Linked DNA regions of Anser cygnoides: region 1 is linked to region 2. The links are chromatin contacts, called in public Hi-C maps. All regions are on one chromosome and are shown on one strand. The core of a region is the stretch at or near the end of the contact, and the rest is flanking DNA. Distances in the headings are between cores, read along the strand shown. Region 1 overlaps ATRNL1 (attractin like 1). Region 2 has its middle 180 kb from the start of CCDC172.

Region 1 (4,485 bases), core at 131-2,630, 170 kb after region 2:
ATGTAAAACAGACCCAAATATTATCAGTTGTAGTATAAGTATCTAAAGTAGGCAATCATTGTAAATACAGTATCCATATTCTTACTTTTTAAAATACAGCTTCAAAACACTGGACAAAAAGTACCTCACTACTGCAAAATCAAATTTTATAGTAAAAAATTTCTTCCAGGTATTTAAAAATAAATGTAAATAATAAAAAAAAAAAACTAATCAAAATGACCATGTAGATAGTCATATGAGCATTGATATGCATGAGACCATCCATATAAATTTAGAACACCAGCTGTACAAAACAACCACCACATAAGTCAGATGACATTAACGAACAGCAGTCCTACTATGCAGTTGAAAGGGAGATGTAGTAATGTATGCAACAGTTCGATGACATTGCACTGTGTTCAAAGGGCACATGGATCAATACAATGTGATTGGAAGCACAGTGTCAATAAAAAGCATATCAATAACATCTAAAGTATCAGTGAGTAGCACACAACAATGAAATTATGAGGTTAGGGGTCACAATGCCCCACCATCACAAACTGGAACCCCTAATATGCCAGAGAAAGATCTCCTCAATGCTGGTGGAACATTTGGAAGGGAGTTACTGCATCTTGCTCATTTTTTTACCAAAAGAACTCTAATTTTAAATGATCACAATGGGCATCAGATATCGCAGTATTATTAAAACAATTTTATGATTCTACTTTAATAAAACAAAGTTATAGCTACTTCACTTTATCCTTTGTTTAAGCACTGTATCCTAGAATTGTGTGATCCAAATTCCCTTCTGCCCAAAAAAAAAGAGTTATGACTGAACAGAATTGCAATTAAAACTTCTCGCATCCTTCTTTTGCAAATTCAGGGAAGACCTGGAACAGAAGCTCAATATAGCACTTTCTTATAGAATATACATAAAAGGACAATCAATATCCTGAATCACATTCATTTAATCCTCAGCAAAATGTTTTGTTTTGATATAGAACAGTATATCTTAATTCAGAGGAAACTCTGAATGGTCTCCATTCTGTGCATAACTATATATTAATTAGTAAAAGAAAAAAAAAACACGCACGCACACACACAAAAACCCTATGGTTACTGAATACTAAGCAATTACTAGAAAATGCTTAGTCTAGGAAGAAAAAGCTAATAAAAACTGTAAAATATAATTAAAATATTTTAGCATCTACCTCTTTTAGTGCTAAATAAAAGACACTAGAGAAGAAAATGTGGCAATTAACTTGTGATGTTTACTTCTAAAGTTTAATTAAATAATCAGTATGTACAGAATTAGAGTTTGGACGCCTCAGCTCCCACTCATTGCCTCCCTCTGAAAAGACAACAGAGAAAATGTTCTCAGATGTCAGCACAGAAGCAATGAAAACACATTCCAAAAAGTTAACTTTTAACTACAGTGTACTTTGTCCTCAGTGTGGAAGGCTGGAGAGGTCTTGTGTTCCACAATAAAAGGAGACAGAAATATGGTGAAGGGGTGGGTGTCTGTGTGTGTCCTAGTAATTTGGTCTGAAAATAACAAAGCATCTCCAAAAAGATATGGCATTTTTATGCACCACCTATTCCATGTATTTAAATTATGTCAGCAAGAACAATTGTGATTGCTTCCTATACAGTAGCAGGACAGAGAGCCTCAATTTGATAAGTACTCAAGAGCTGATTCTTTTTCTTCCTGCTAGGAATCTGTTTTTCACATTGCTCACTTCTCCATAAACCTTAGAGATTTGATAGTGTATTTAATCTTCCATTGAAAGAGGCTATTGAGAAAAGTAAGAGAAGCTTTGAATTTAAGAGGAATTGGCAGCAATGAAAAGTACAATCTTGAAAGATTTCAGAGCTATCACACCTCATTCTCAGGTCCCATCATAAATAAGATAAAGTAATAATTGTAAACACAATATTATAAATAAAAGAAAAGGAATAGAGGATTACAATCTACCAAAACCCCGACCTAGATTAGATATTCATTATTATCCACGTATTGTAATTCTCCTATTTTCAGGTGAAACTTCCAGAATCTATTTCATGCATTATTACACTATTCCAGTATTACATTGTCTTGCATATTATTATTTCTTTTTCAATGGCCTGCAATTACAATAAAAGAATGCAGTAATGTAGCCATTATCTACAAACGAAAATATGCAGTATAGTCTGTATTCTTTAAACCTGTACATATAAAACAACATGGAAATGCTACTCACAGTTGCTTTATTTATTTATTTGTTTGTTTGCTGTAATATCTGCTAATTAAGATAGATGTTAACTAGGGGGCACTCTGTACTCGAAGGACTGAGCATGAGGTTTGCTTTCTCCTGTGTCTTGCATTCCTTCAGCTCATATCCATCAGGAAAGGAGTGCCAGGTGAGCTGACTGTCACTCCAGACGAGGCTAATAGATTCTCCAGTGGCTTTTGTTACAGCTCATGTCATGCTATTAAAAATATGCACCTTGAAAATGGCATAACATATGTAGCTGAGACTTGTCAGCTCCAGGTAATCAGACTGCTTGGTTTCAGAAGCAGATGCAGATGAGACTAACAATATAAATATGCAAATCACAATGGTCCCTTGTCAGCACCACTGTTCCTACCTCTAATGGCCCTCGTAGAAAGTCTGTTTGCTCAGCTCCTACTTCCAGTGCTACATCGACAGAAGCAAAGGGGCGGCTGGCCATCTGCTGTCGCTCCCGCATAAGTTGCTGATGGGGAAAAAATGATGTTTTAACAAAACATTAAAAAGTGCACCAGATATTAGGCTGCCCTACTAACCTCCCATTACAATGTTAGAATGCAAATAGCATGCAAATAGTCACATTTTTAATATTAAAGGGAGAAATTTATACTAAAAGATCATCTTCTATATTTACTTGAGGAGTGAGCCTGGAGAGCTTATGTTGTCTACAAACAGTCTTTCAGCTTGAACTCTGATGAAGTCTCCAAATGAACACTCCCCTAACTGGCTATTCATTCAAAATAACTTTGCTATTTGTGCTAGTTGGAAACAGATATGGGAAATGTTTGGTAAAAATAGCTGATGTCTAATTGCACTGATAAAGCATGCAGCAGAACACCTGCCAAGAACAAGCCCACTTGGCCTTCAAATTTTCATACTTCACTACTAAGCCAGATGGAGTTAATAGTGTCAGGACTCATAATTTTATGGAGCATCTTTCCTGCAGTTACTTAAAAATGAAGAATAATGTGTCAGTACTGGGAAGCCTGCATCAGTATATTTGAATATGATCAGTTATGCTCACAGAGCTTGTACTATCCCTTCCAATCATACCAGTGTGCACAGAAGTCCCAAGCAAAACCACAAAGCTAACTCATATTTCTTCTTCAATCTGTAATTATAATGCTTATTAAACCATGATGAATAAAAATGATGACCAGCACTAGATATTACAGATCTTACTTCACTGGTTCAGTGCAACTAATAAAAGCATTATTAAATATTTAAAGTGAATGAGTCGTGCAATTAAAGTCGTGTGCTCCTTCAACTGAACAGGATGTCACGGCATCTTGAAAAGACAAAACACTTACAAAAATGTGTTATTAGAAAAGATCTAAGTTTCATTTTCTTCGTGGTTTTCTCCCCATTACTTCTCTGGAAAGCATAAAACATTAGAAACTAGCATTTGAATGTAAATGACGCTTGCACTGTGACGTACTGTTCATAAAAGCCTTTGAAATAATAAAAGGAATACAAACAAATACTTGCCGGCAGCTTACTAATAAACACTCTTGATTTAAGGCCTGTTACAAAGCAACAAGCTCAACTTTGTAATACCTTGTGCATTTTTTCCTTGACTTGCATTTTAAGATTGTCTTCAGAAATCTAAAGTAGTACTCGCACCATTAAAATCAAAACTGTATTCTCCTAACTCATACCTAGTACATTCTCAAGGCCTGTTTTTGTTTTTTCAAAAAACATGCATTGTATTTGTCAGTGAGCACTCACACAAATGGGCCCTCAGCATATCGTATCAAGGGGATAACTGGTGTCTGTGATATGTCTGTGGACTTTATAGTCAATAAATAAATAAAATAAAATAGTCAATAAATAAATAAAAGCTTAATTTGAATATATAGATAGTTAAAAATAGGTTTTCAACCCTTCATTTAAAAATGAAACTAGTGGTTTCTGATGTACATGAGTACTGATTTGCATCAATACAATATTCATAGATTTACAGCCAGAAATAACTGCTATGGCTCTCAACTCTTACCAACAACTTGATAAACACCACAAAAATTTAAAGTATGAAAACACTGAGTCCCTACATGCTAAAATGACTGTATCTAACTCATTTTCTTCCTAAAACAAACAAAAAAAAATAAAGAAAACAATGTTATTAGAGTAGTCCTGCCATATGGAACTCATTACAGTATTTTAATTGCATTGAGCTATTGGCAAATGCTTACATTTTAATAGGAAACCAAACATTGTTTTAAACAAATAGAATTGC
Region 2 (4,262 bases), core at 200-2,699:
CACTACTCTTGTTAGTTCAGCCATGGAGCAGTCACAGCTGATCTCAGCTAAGTGCACATGTGTATGTGGGAAGGTTAGCATTATGTGGCTGTGCAAAATGTCTCACACTGGCTGACTTGTGTGCTGGAGATGGATAATACCAGCATGGTGCACTCAGAGATACTGCTACAAGTATTCTGTCATACCACCCTAGAATCGAGTGGCATGATTCACAGCTGCATTTCAATTCAAATCTAAAGTTCATCTATCAGAAACTGAACAATGCTATGGTCTTCGCTTTCCATTAACGAAATGGCAAACGCCCTGGCTCAGTAGAAAAGAATGTCTAGAATAGCACAGGGTTGAATAGACGTAAAAAATAAACTAACCAGCTTCTAATGTCTTCAGCAAAAGCTGTGGCACCATAAATAGCCATTCAGTCCAAAGTACTCTGTTGCACCACACTGCTGGGACAAGGTCATAACTTTATGGGTAGCTGAGTGACCATCTGTCCTTGCAGACGTTAGAGTACCATGTCCTTGGAGAGTTATAAAGCACTATCCTTCCTTACTGGAGGAGCTGTATCACTCACCGGCAGCGACTGGGATCCCTGCCTGTGTGACTTGTACTAATCTAAGGAAGATTATTAAAACATTAATTCACATCTCTTGTCTTCATCTTCCTGGCTTGATTCTCACAATGTTCATTACTAGGTAATGTGCAGTTATATCATCTAAGTTTTATAACTCTCTGAGGATACTTTGGGTCAAAAATGAGCCTGAGATTCCAGGGCACAAGAGAAATATAATTTTTATTTGAAGAAACAACAAAGTGTAGGGAGAATTATGACCAGCAAAAGTCATCATAGCCAAGTATCTACTGAAAGCAATTTTACTTTAATTGCACCTGAAATTGACAGTTTCTTAATATGTAGAAAGGCCAGTAATTGCTTTGTGGGGATTTGCAAGGAGAAACTGAACAGTGCCTTGGATACATGCACTGTATAGGATTACTAGGAAAGCCCAGCCACGCATAGAGGGACATCCAGTTAATTTAAACATGTGGTAATTCCTATAATCAAATTTGTTGTATAAAGATTAAACCATCTAAAGAATGAGGGGGTGATTGGATCATCAGCACCTTTCCTTCGTTTATTAAGGGCACCACCACTTCTCAGTAATCGTGACTGGTGCTATTACAACAGAGCGTGTTCCTTGCTCAGTGGGTGAAGCTCATGATAAAAGTCATGTTTGTATAGCCATGCTCTGAAAATGCCTACCCCCTACTATCTAGGGAAAATGCAGGCTCAATTCAGTTCTCAGGATTGGCAGAGGATGAGTAGGGGGTTCAAAACACTAAAATTGGGCTTGGAAACTTAAAGCATTAATGGTGAGGGAGGTCTAGGCACACATGCCTTTGAAAGAAGTAGCACAAACACCTCTCTGAGGCAGTGGACAGATGACAGGACTGCTTTTCATCCATATGTAAAAGGAGATCATAAATATGATAGTTCTTTAATGGAAAGTAGTCACTGGCCATATGGTCATGTCTAGCTAGGGGTTAGATTGCTTGACCAAGCAAGTGATGCTAAGGCAAAGTCAGAGCTTGTTTAAAAACTCATTCCTCACTTTTGACGAGGGTTTGTGTTGCCAAACCCACTGTTTCCTCTCTGTACGCCAGCTTCTGTCTATTCTTTTTGTGGGCTTGTACTCAACTACTGGATGGCAGACTATCTCTAAGTTTAAAATAACAGTATATATGCTGTAAATTCACTTTTTAAAATAGATTTCAAGTAGATGATATTCCCTATGCTTGTTCAGAGAAAAAGCTCTTTATTTTAATCTCCTTCAGTTTTGAAACACTTTCAGTCCATTAGAGCAACATAAATACAAGACAGAAAACAATAACAGGCTACAAATCAATATGTTTGCACAGCCAGACCTAAATAAATATGATCCAATTGCTGACTTGAAAAACAGAATAGTCCAAAGGTTCCAGAGCAAAATGCCAGTGATGAAATAACTTTCAGCTGTGTGCAAGAAACCCTGACCCTCTTAGCAGGTGGCATACTCAGTACAGTGTGTTAGGAAGGTGTTTGTCAACAAAGAAGGCCGATCTTCTGTTAATGGAAGAGTTAAAATTTACCCTGGTGTGAAGTGGGCATGGCTCGGTGTTTTTGTGGAGAGTAAGCTGATACAGTGGGCTGTTAAAAGGCATGAGACATGTTCACTTCAAATATTCACCAGTGATTTCTCATGAAGCAAGCATTAGGCTTAGCAGGAACTTTATAAATAATACATAATAAAACCATAGTCTTCAGCCTGGAAATTGGTACTAAGCATACAGTCATAAATATACACACTATAATCACGTGCGATCAGTATGGCTGCAAGGGAATCTCAGAAAGCCCATAGGAAGTGACAAACCAGAAAGAATGACAATCTCTATTCATTTTGCCTCGTACATCTTTCTTACATGTTTCTGCTCTGCAGCTGATTTTGTAATAGACAGCAGAGGATGCTTCAGAAGATTATGCTTCAAACACCTGGGAAAGAAAACCAAGAAAAAAAGAGTGTTTTGTTCTATTTCAAATTATAAGCAATAAAGTCCATTGGACTGAAGCCCCAAGTAGCAATTTAAAGTTCAAGTCATTTTATATCATGATTTTCCTTTCTTGCTTAGAGTTAACATTTCCTGCTCCTACCACAAATTAACATTTTATTGCATCAGTAATGGGCACAAGTGTAGGAAGGGATACGCACATGAAAAAGGGGCAAAAGGCAAAGCAGGCATGAGAGGAATAGCTGCTCAGCGCTTCTGGGCAAGCAGGTACAGCCTGCTCTTATATATGCTGTTCAAATTCATGTTTGCGCCTTCTTCTGTACAATAACAATATTCTGCTCAAGAGTAGGTATTTCACAATAACAGTTTATAGAGCCCTTAGACAAAGTATGTAAGTACTCATCATAATAATTGTTGTATTTGGAATAAGTGACTTATGTATGAAACAGAGAATTTTTTATTATCTCATTGGAGCCCTGTTTCTCTTAGAAAGGGAGGACTAAAAAGCCTGTTCCATCAGATTCAGGGTTCAGGGCCCAAAGACAGTGAGCTGGGGCATCATCTCTCTCCCTGGTGCAGTTGCCCCTGCTCAATTTTTGCTGTGGATAAAAATAAAATACAGTAAAACAAATGGGTTCCCGAGGGCGAAAGTGCTGGACTGCCCCATGCATATTTATGCACCTAACCTTTACATTTGATAGGTTCTAACACCACCATTTCCTCCACAAAATATAAAGATTTCTTCCAGGATGCCCCCTCAAAAGTGAACTTAGTGATTCAGTTATTTTCAGCAAAATAATGAAAAGGACTTATAGCTTTTAAATCTAAATGGTACTTACAATATTCATAAGATCTCGTTAGTGTTAAGGCACAACTCTACCTTTGTATGCTTATCCAGCTGTCTTGAGAGGCAGGAAAAATGCTGTTAAATCAATTTTATGGATGATGAAATAAATGCACAAACAGTCTAAATAGGGATTAGATTGAAGTTAGAGCCAGTCCATCAGAAAGTGATGAACATCTACTCTCTGCACTGCCTAATCCCGAAGATGACTGAATTCAGTCAATGCCTTCATTCTGAACCCCAGGGCTTGTCAGACACATTTGCATGCTCAGAGTCTCCGTGGATGGGGCAGAAAGGCTCCTGTCTCTCACACAAAGTGCTATCACACCTCAGGGTTACACAGAAAACCACCTCAATTTACCCCAGGTTCTCACTGGGGCAGAAAGAATTACTACACCCCCTGACAGAGTCGCTGCCCAGCTTTCCTGCAGGCCCCCTCAAGGTACTGGCAGGCCGCTGTAAGGCCTCCCCGAAGCCTTCTCTTCTCCAGGCTGAGCAACCCCAACTCCCTCAGCCTGTCTGCATGGGAGAGGTGCTACAGCCCTCTGAGGCCTTGCGGCTCTCCTCTGGACTTGCTGCAATATGTCCATGTCTTTCTTGTGGTGGGGGCCCCAGAGCTGAACACAGAGCTCCAGATTCGGTCCCATGAGAGCAGAAGAGAAGGGGACAATCCCCTCCTTTGCCCTGCTGGCCACGCTGCTTTTGGTGCAGCCCAGGGTACGGCTGGCTTTCTGGGCTGCAAGCGCACATTGCTGGCTCGTGTTGAGCTTCTCATCAACCAACACACCCAGGTCCTTCTCCTTAGTGCTGATCTCAATCCATTCTCTGCCCAGCCTGTGTTTGTGCTTGGGATTACCCCAGTCCATATGCAGGACCT

The links. Hi-C and Micro-C count contacts between places; a contact is called where the count stands out from the background.
Region 1: a Hi-C map of liver shows a contact between it and region 2, with 2.7 times the contacts expected there. The contact joins two enhancer-like sites. A contact is called at or near these places in 2 of 7 Hi-C or Micro-C datasets (both in liver).

The regions. Positions count from the first base shown.
Region 1 is chr7:8,156,116-8,160,600 of Taihu_goose_T2T_genome, forward strand. The region is part of intron 26 of ATRNL1 (attractin like 1); the gene reads right to left. Among named protein-coding and RNA genes, the nearest start is that of CCDC172, 350 kb to the left of the region's middle. Within about 2 kb of position 1,381, at least 3 of the 3 cell types and tissues checked have open chromatin away from gene starts, as enhancers often do. A contact at or near this core is called in liver, where this site is marked.
Region 2 is chr7:7,987,807-7,992,068 of Taihu_goose_T2T_genome, forward strand. It overlaps a transcript of GFRA1 not described here. Among named protein-coding and RNA genes, the nearest start is that of CCDC172, 180 kb to the left of the region's middle. Within about 2 kb of position 1,450, at least 2 of the 3 cell types and tissues checked have open chromatin away from gene starts, as enhancers often do. A contact at or near this core is called in liver, where this site is marked.